Regions from separate parts of the Callithrix jacchus genome. Here region 2 is linked to region 1. A link is a contact called in public Hi-C data. All regions are on one chromosome and are shown on one strand. Each heading gives the region's core, a stretch centred on a gene start, on an enhancer-like site or on the middle of the called end of the contact. The rest is flanking DNA. Distances are from core to core; before and after follow the strand shown. Region 1 holds the start of RXRA (retinoid X receptor alpha). Region 2 overlaps RXRA (retinoid X receptor alpha).

Region 1 (3,659 bases), core at 313-2,812:
GCAGGGTGGCCTTTGGTAGAGGGCCCAGGGGCCAGCAAAGAGGGGGAGGGGGAGAGGGCTGCCTTGGCTTCTGGCTGTGCTGGGGGTGGGCTGCCCAACCAGGGCTCACCCTCGCAGCCCCCAAAGTGCTTTTGTCCCAAGTGGAAGCAAGACCTCCCACCATGACAGGCCACAGGGATCCTTGTGGGACCCAGCTCCGGGTGGCCCAGCTTTAGGGCACGCAGGCAGCAGGACACCTCTCTGGTCTTGGGCTGTCATCTCTGGGCTTTGTCATGGCTGTCCACACACGGTCATCACCTCCTCACCTCCCTCTCCATTAGCATCCCCTGACCCGGGCCACCACGTGCAGCCTGTGTGACTGGTCAGCCCCTGCGCTGCAAAGGGCCGGTCTCCAGCCCGGGCCCTTAGGTGCAGGCCGGCGGCGAGCTCGCGGTGGGGGCGCGGAGGGAGGGCGCGGCCCGGCGCCTGGGCGCCTGCTCAGGAAGGCTGGGCTTGGCGGCGCGCAGGTAGCTCACACCCAAACCCGAATTCCAGCCGCCCAAGACGGCGGGCCCGGCGGGCGGCGTGCGGCGCGGAGGAGGCCCGGGCTGTCCCGGGGCAGGAGTGCTTCCTTTCGTTTTCAAACAGATCGTGAATTTAAAAGTCAGGCGGAGAACTACCCAGGGTTTAAAAATAGCCGCCGGTCACAAAGTCTGCCCAACTCCGGGCAGCTCGTGCCCAGCCCGGTGCCTCTGAGCAGGAGTCCCAAGAGTTCCGGTCGGTGTGGAGCGGAGCCCCCTCCCCGGCCCGGTGGGCCCGGGAACCCCTCCGCCGGGGTAGGGCGTGAAAAGTCGGGGGTGGACCGGCGGGAGCGTCCGGAAGATGAAACCTTCCCCGGACCAGGAGCCCGTCCTCTGGCGTTGGAAGCTCATCGCCACTCCCGGGCCTCAGTTTCCCCAAGTGTCCGCCGGGGGGGAAGGGCGCGAGGCATGGGTGCCGCGGCCATCCCGCCCCGCTCTGCTCCCTACGGGGCCCGGCCGGGGTCCCCGTGCGGCCACCGCCCGGCCGCTTTGTGTGGCCGCGCAGACAATGGCCCGGCCGCTGGGCTCCCGGCCCGGCACTCCGCCTCCTCCGGGCCCCGTGCGTGCGAGTGTGTGTGTGCGCGAGTGTGCGCGCGAGTGTGTGGCGGGCCCGGGAGGGAGTTCTGCCCCGCCCCCGCCCCGCTCCCGCCGCGCCCCGCCCCCTCCCACGCCGCCTCCTCGCGGCTCCCGGGAACCCCTGGCAGAAGCGAACTCTCAAGTTTGCAGGGCGTTCGCAACTCTGCGGCCGGGCGGGTGGCCGGGCGGGCGGCGATCGCGGGGCGGCGGCGGAGGGGGGCGCGCTCCGGGCGGGGCAGGGAGGGAGGGGCGCGGGCCGAGCGGCGGCGGTGGCGGCGCTGCGCCGAGTCCGCGCCCGTCGCGGGCCCCCCGCCACCCCCCCGCCGGCGCCGCAGCGCCGCGGTCGGAGCGGGGCGCGGGCGCGCGGCGGCGGCGGGGGCGCGGGCCGGGCGCGCGCGGCGGCGGCGGCGGCGCGCAGACACAAGTAGTTTACATTGTTGGGCGACTTTTGCAACAACTCGCCGCGCCGCGGCCTCCGCGCGCCGCCGCCGCCGCCGCCGCTGCAGCCGCCGGCTCCCCGCCGCCCGGGCCCGGGCCGGCCGCGCCGGGGGCGCCGCGCCCGCCGCCCGCTGCCTGCGCCGCCGGCCGGGCATGAGTTAGCGGCAGACATGGACACCAAACATTTCCTGCCGCTCGGTGAGTGATCGCGGGGCCGGGCGGGGACCGGGCCGGGGCCGGGGCCGGTGGCGGGCTGGCGGGCTGGCGGGCGGGGGCCCGGGCGCGTGGGCGGCGCGCGCGGAGTCGCCGGCCCGGGTCCCACTCGGACCCCGCGCCGACCTTGGCGAGAGTTAGCGCGCCGGGCCGGGAGGAATCGACCCGGGGCAACTTTTCCCGGGGCCCGGGCGGGGAGGGGCGGGGAGGGGCGAGGGCGGCGGCGGCCCCCAGCCCGCGCGGGGCCGCTCACTCGGCCGGGGAGCGGGGTTGGGCAGCGGGCGGGCTGCAGGTTCGCCCGGGACCAAGAGGGGTCTCCGCGTCACCGGCGGCCGCCTGCGCCCCCGGCCCCAGGCAGCCCCGGCGCCCAGCTGCAGCCGGGCCGCGCAGGAACCCGGCCGGGGCGGGAGGAGCAACTTCTGCGCTCCGCGGCTCCGGCCTCCCCGGCCTGGGCACCCGGACGGCGCGCTGGGCCGGGAGCGGCCTCTGCGCCGCCCGCCGGTAGGGCTGCCGCTTCCATCAGGCCGCTGGCCCTTGGGCTTGCGTCCGCCCAGGAAACAGACTGGGACCCTGTTACCCCAAAGCAGCCCACGCCCGGGTGGGCATGGTCCCCTGGGGGCTGCATGAACAGAACGTCAGACCTGGGAAGGCCCCATTCCAGAAAGGGGGCCGCTCACTCTGGCACCCCCTCGTGTTCTCCCAGGCTGGCTCTCGGTTCGTGAGCCGGACAGCCCAGAGGCTCGGAGGCTCAGTTTTCCCCCTCCTGCTGCCGTTCCCCCGCCCGGTGGCTTCCTATCCCAGACTGCCCGCCAACTCCAGGCCCAGACCTACCGAGGAGGAGGAGAGGGCACGGCTGGGGCCCCCACCCATTGCTCTCCCAAGGGTTTGGAAGCTAGTGAGAAGGGGGAGACTTTATAAATGAGCTCCGGGAAGGATATTAATTTGGTGGTGGGACGGCAGCCAGGCTGTCAGGCTGGGTGAAGGATTTGTGCTGAATGGAAATTAAAACAGCTGATTATGAATGAAGCCTCGCCATCCACAGCCCCTCCTGCTCACCGACCATGCAGCCCTGGGGTCAGCTTTGCCACCCCAGGAGGTACTCAGAAGCCAGGGTAGCTGCAGGGATGTTTAGTGAGATGGGGGCATGAAGGGGAGCCAGCCTGGACCTAGCCCGTCCTGGGTGTGGGGGTGAGGGTCTGAGTACCTCTGGCTGTAACAGGCAGGGGTGCTGACCCAGGACCCGGGGAGGGGGTGGGTTCCAGGTTTGTGAGACCTAACACTTACTCCCTGACTCTGTCATGATGGAGTGGCAGGCTCGAGGCCTTGAATGAACTCCAGGGCTCAGCCTCCAGGACTGGGCACTCATGCCCATTTTGCAGATTTGAAAACTGGCTGGGAGAGGCTGAGCCCCAGGATACAAAGTGGTGGGTTTGGGATTGGCACCCCCAGTTCGTAGAACTGCTGAGTGTGAGCGGTAGGGAAAGCTGACTGTGATGGCCTATGCTGGCAGGTGGGCTGCGGTGGCTGTCCCCTCATTAAAGCTTTGCACTCACGCGTGTGCACGCGCACAGAGCTAGGCTCTCCCAGACGATTTCTCTGGAACAAGGAATTCCTCAGCTCAGTCTCTGTCTCCTGGGCATGGCAGGGACCTGGCTGGTTGCACTTCAGCTGAGTACTGAGAACCTAATAAGTCCGTATTTCCAATGCCCTGGGTGGGACAGGGACAGTCCATGGAGTTGGTGTATGTGGGGCAAGGGAGCAAGGGTGCCCATTCCTCAGGGTGGCTTGCTGGAGTCCCTGTGAGGAGGAGAGGCCGTGCCTCGAAGCCAGTGCCTCAGGGACCTCCCTGGGCACTTCCCTGCCACAAGAAAG
Region 2 (3,462 bases), core at 650-3,149, 110 kb after region 1:
GGCTTGTGGGGAGGTCAAGGAGACTGGCTGGAGCTGAGGCAGCCGGGGGAGCCAGACATGTTGCCAAGGAGTCCTAGGACCTGGGCCAAAGTGGCACTCACAGGGGGTCCCTGGGCCTTGGAGGTGTTGGTGGCTGCAATCCCAGACTCTGTTCGCTCTAGGCTCTTTACTCTGGGGCCTGAGCTCAGCACTCTCCAGCATCCTGAGGGTGGCTTCTGGGGACTCCAGGTGCTCCTGGGGGGCATTGGTAGTGCCCATCCGTGTTACAGGGTTGGGACCCAAGGGCAGCAGAGGCGTCCATTGTCAGTCCCTGCGGCAGCTTGAAAGCAGCAGGTTCCGGACACAAGTCTCTGGAGGGCGAATGATTGACCCAAGGTCACATGGCTGGCAAGTGGCAGAGCCGGGCTTGGGCCCAGAGCAGCCTGGCCTGGCCTCGGGTTCCACACTCGCTCCCTGCCAGTGGGCTCTGGGTTCATGTCCTGTGGCATCCCTCACACCACCTGCTCTGCCCATATCAGGGCAGCCTGGGAGACCCCACATAGGCCTGGGTCCTGGGGGCAGGTGCCCAGGACGTGCCACAGCCTGGGAGACCCTACACAGGCCTGGGTCCTGAGGGCAGGTGCCCAGGATGTGCCCCAGCTGAGGGTTCTGACTTGTGGCCTCTCCTCCTTTCAGACTCCAAGGGGCTCTCGAACCCGGCCGAGGTGGAGGCGCTAAGGGAGAAGGTCTATGCATCCCTGGAGGCCTACTGCAAGCAGAAGTACCCAGAGCAGCCGGGAAGGTGGGCCCCGCCCCCCACAGACCCCAGATCCGGGCTGTCTCCAGAGCCCCCACCCTCTGCAAGGCTGTTTTATGTGAATGAGAAGGTGGCAGCCTCCCCAGGCCCAGTCCTGGGCAGTAGGTCCTGAGCAGGCTCCGGGCCAGTGGCCGTGGTGAGCATGACCCACAGGTTCACGCCGTATGTATCCCTGCTGGAAGGATTACCTCAGACCTGGAGCGTAGTAGGTGCTTGTCTTTTTCTAGTAGGTAGATGAAGGCTGTGCTTCAACCCCCACCCAGTCCCCTGCCAAGCAGAACCACCAGAGGCCAGGCGACACCAGCACACAGTAGGTACTTCACAAGCATGTGTAGCCTAGATGGCCTGATGTTCACACGTAATAAACATTCTCTACAAGTGTGTACAGCATAGGTGACCATGGCCCCCTGGAGGAGTTCATTTTCCCCCCACCCGGCAGTGGGCCCCAGAAGGGCTGGGAGCCTCTCATCTCCAAGTCCACGTTGCTGGGTGCGCAGTAGGTGTCCAGGAAGAGAAACTTGTGGATTCCTGGGATTCAGAGTCAGCTCTCCAGAGTCTGCCCCTTCTCTCTAAAGAGGCTTCTCCCGGCCTCTTGATCCTCAGACTGTGGGCAAGGAGTGGGGTGAGGGGGGCCCCCAAACCCGTAGGACACCCAGGCCCTGGCGCCACCGGCACATACACAGTTAACCGTGTCCCCACTGCCTGCTCGGCCCTCATCTGGCTTGGTTTAAAGTGAAACTTCCCGGAGGACGAGGACAGGAGGGGGTGGCAGGCGGCTTGTTTTTCCTGGCTCTCTGCCCTGGCCCATCTCGCCAGCTCAGCAGAAAACAGCTTGTTCTCTGGCCCAACTCCAGCCTCTGCGTTGTTTTTGCCTTTAAAACAAGAACTGTGAGGCAGCCAACCACAGAGCTTTTCCCTGAAATAAAGACTTCGTTAATAATTAATGAGGTTCTGCAGCCCCTGGTGGGGCTGTGTGGAGAGACCCAGGTGGGCCCTGGGGCAGACATGGGCAGCCGGGAGGGACACCTGGCCCTGTCTCCACAGCACCCTGTCCTCTGTGGTAGCTGTTGCCCTCATGCCTGGCCCTCTGCACCCCTTCCCAGAGCCCCAGACTTCTCCCCTGCCTCCGCACTGGTCCCTGCCCCAGGAAACTCCCCAGGGGTGGGCCGGGCCCTGAGGAGCAACGCATGGTGCCTCCCTCCCTGCCAGTCTTCTCTGACCATGCTGTGCCCAACTCCAGAAGAGCTATTTCTGCTGAAGAGGTGGCCCTTGGTCTGGTGCCCGCAGTGCTGCATGAGGTGTGCTGGGGAGACACTCACGGGGTGCTGACACTTTATGGGAAGGGGCTTGCCTGGTACACGGCTCCCAGGTCAGGCCTGGCTCCCCCTGCAGTGGGGGCGCAGCCCGAACACCACCCCCCATGCCCTTTGACTTCTTGACTGCCTATCCAGTGCCCTGCCCATTCCTGCCACTCACCAGTGTGCTCAGCACCCCTTTCCCTCACAGGCCTTGCTGTCTCTTGCTGGGACGGCTACAGAAGCTGGAGGAGATGCTGATACGTCCACTCCTGCAACTCTCCCCTGCTGCAAATCCCGCTGACGGTCCCTGTGGCCCACATTTTTTCATTTTTTAGGACACAGTCTTGCTCTGTCGCGCAGGCTGGAGTGCAGTGGTGCGGTGGTAGCTCACTGCAGCCTCCACAGTCGGCTCTCAAGCGGGCCTCCCTGCAGGCGTGCACCACCAGGCCCAGCTACTTTTTTTCTCTTTTTGTTGTGTAGAGACACGGTCTCACTGTGTTACCCAGGCTGGTCTTGAACTCCTGGGCTCAAGCTGTCCTCCCACCTTGGCCTCTCAAAGTGCTGAGATTACGAGTGTGAGCTACCCAGCCGCCCACAATGTTTAACTCCTTTACTGAAGCTCTTCAGCGGGCCCCCACCCGCCGCTGTCTGGCCCCACCCCTCCTCTCTGTCCTCGGCCCCAGGGATCTCCCTTCACTCTCCTGGCTCTGGCTGCCGCCGCCTGTTTGCTTCTAGCCTCCCCTCCTTCCTTCTGGGGGCTTGGCACAGACAGGCCCTGGGCTACAGACCAGCTTCAGGGAGGTTGGGCTGTCAGACACAGCCCCATCCCCAGGGAGGCCTCCAGGTGCCACAACAGTACTGCCTGTGCCCCTTGCCTGGCCCTCACCGGACCCCTTCCCTGCAGGTTCGCCAAGCTCTTGCTCCGCCTGCCGGCTCTGCGCTCCATTGGGCTCAAGTGCCTGGAACATCTCTTCTTCTTCAAGCTCATTGGGGACACGCCCATCGACACCTTCCTCATGGAGATGCTGGAAGCCCCACACCAAATGACTTAGGCCTGCGGGCCCATCTTTCGCACCCGCCCAGTCCGGCCACTCCGCCTGGACGCAGCTGCTCTTCTCAGCCTGAGCCCTGACCCTGCCCTTCTCTGCCTGGCCTGTTTGGACTTTGGGGCGCAGCCTGTCACTGCTCTGCCTAAGAGATGTGTTGTCACCTCCTTATTTCTGTTACTACTTGTCTGTGGCCCAGGGCAGTGGCTTTCCTGAGGCGGCAGCCTGAGTGGCAAGAACTAGAATGAGCCCAGCCAGGCGCCTCCCCACCGGGCTCTCGGGACACTCTGCCACACCCCACGGGGCTTGGGTGGCTCACAGG

The links. A called contact is a pair of places that touch in the nucleus more often than the background predicts.
Region 2: a Hi-C map of skeletal muscle shows a contact between it and region 1, with 4 times the contacts expected there. The contact joins the enhancer-like site here to the promoter of RXRA in region 1. A contact is called at or near these places in 2 of 3 Hi-C or Micro-C datasets (both in skeletal muscle).

The regions. Positions count from the first base shown.
Region 1 is chr1:182,888,445-182,892,103 of calJac240_pri, forward strand. RXRA (retinoid X receptor alpha) reads left to right here and starts at 1,563. Exons shown (of 11, transcript XM_078350648.1): 1 at 1,563-1,772.
Region 2 is chr1:182,994,357-182,997,818 of calJac240_pri, forward strand. RXRA (retinoid X receptor alpha) reads left to right here. Exons shown (of 11, transcript XM_078350648.1): 10 at 676-781; 11 at 2,999-3,462. The coding sequence ends at 3,146. Among named protein-coding and RNA genes, the nearest start is that of RXRA, 110 kb to the left of the region's middle. Within about 2 kb of position 1,900, at least 11 of the 16 cell types and tissues checked have an H3K27ac peak or open chromatin away from gene starts, as enhancers often do. A contact at or near this core is called in skeletal muscle, where this site is marked.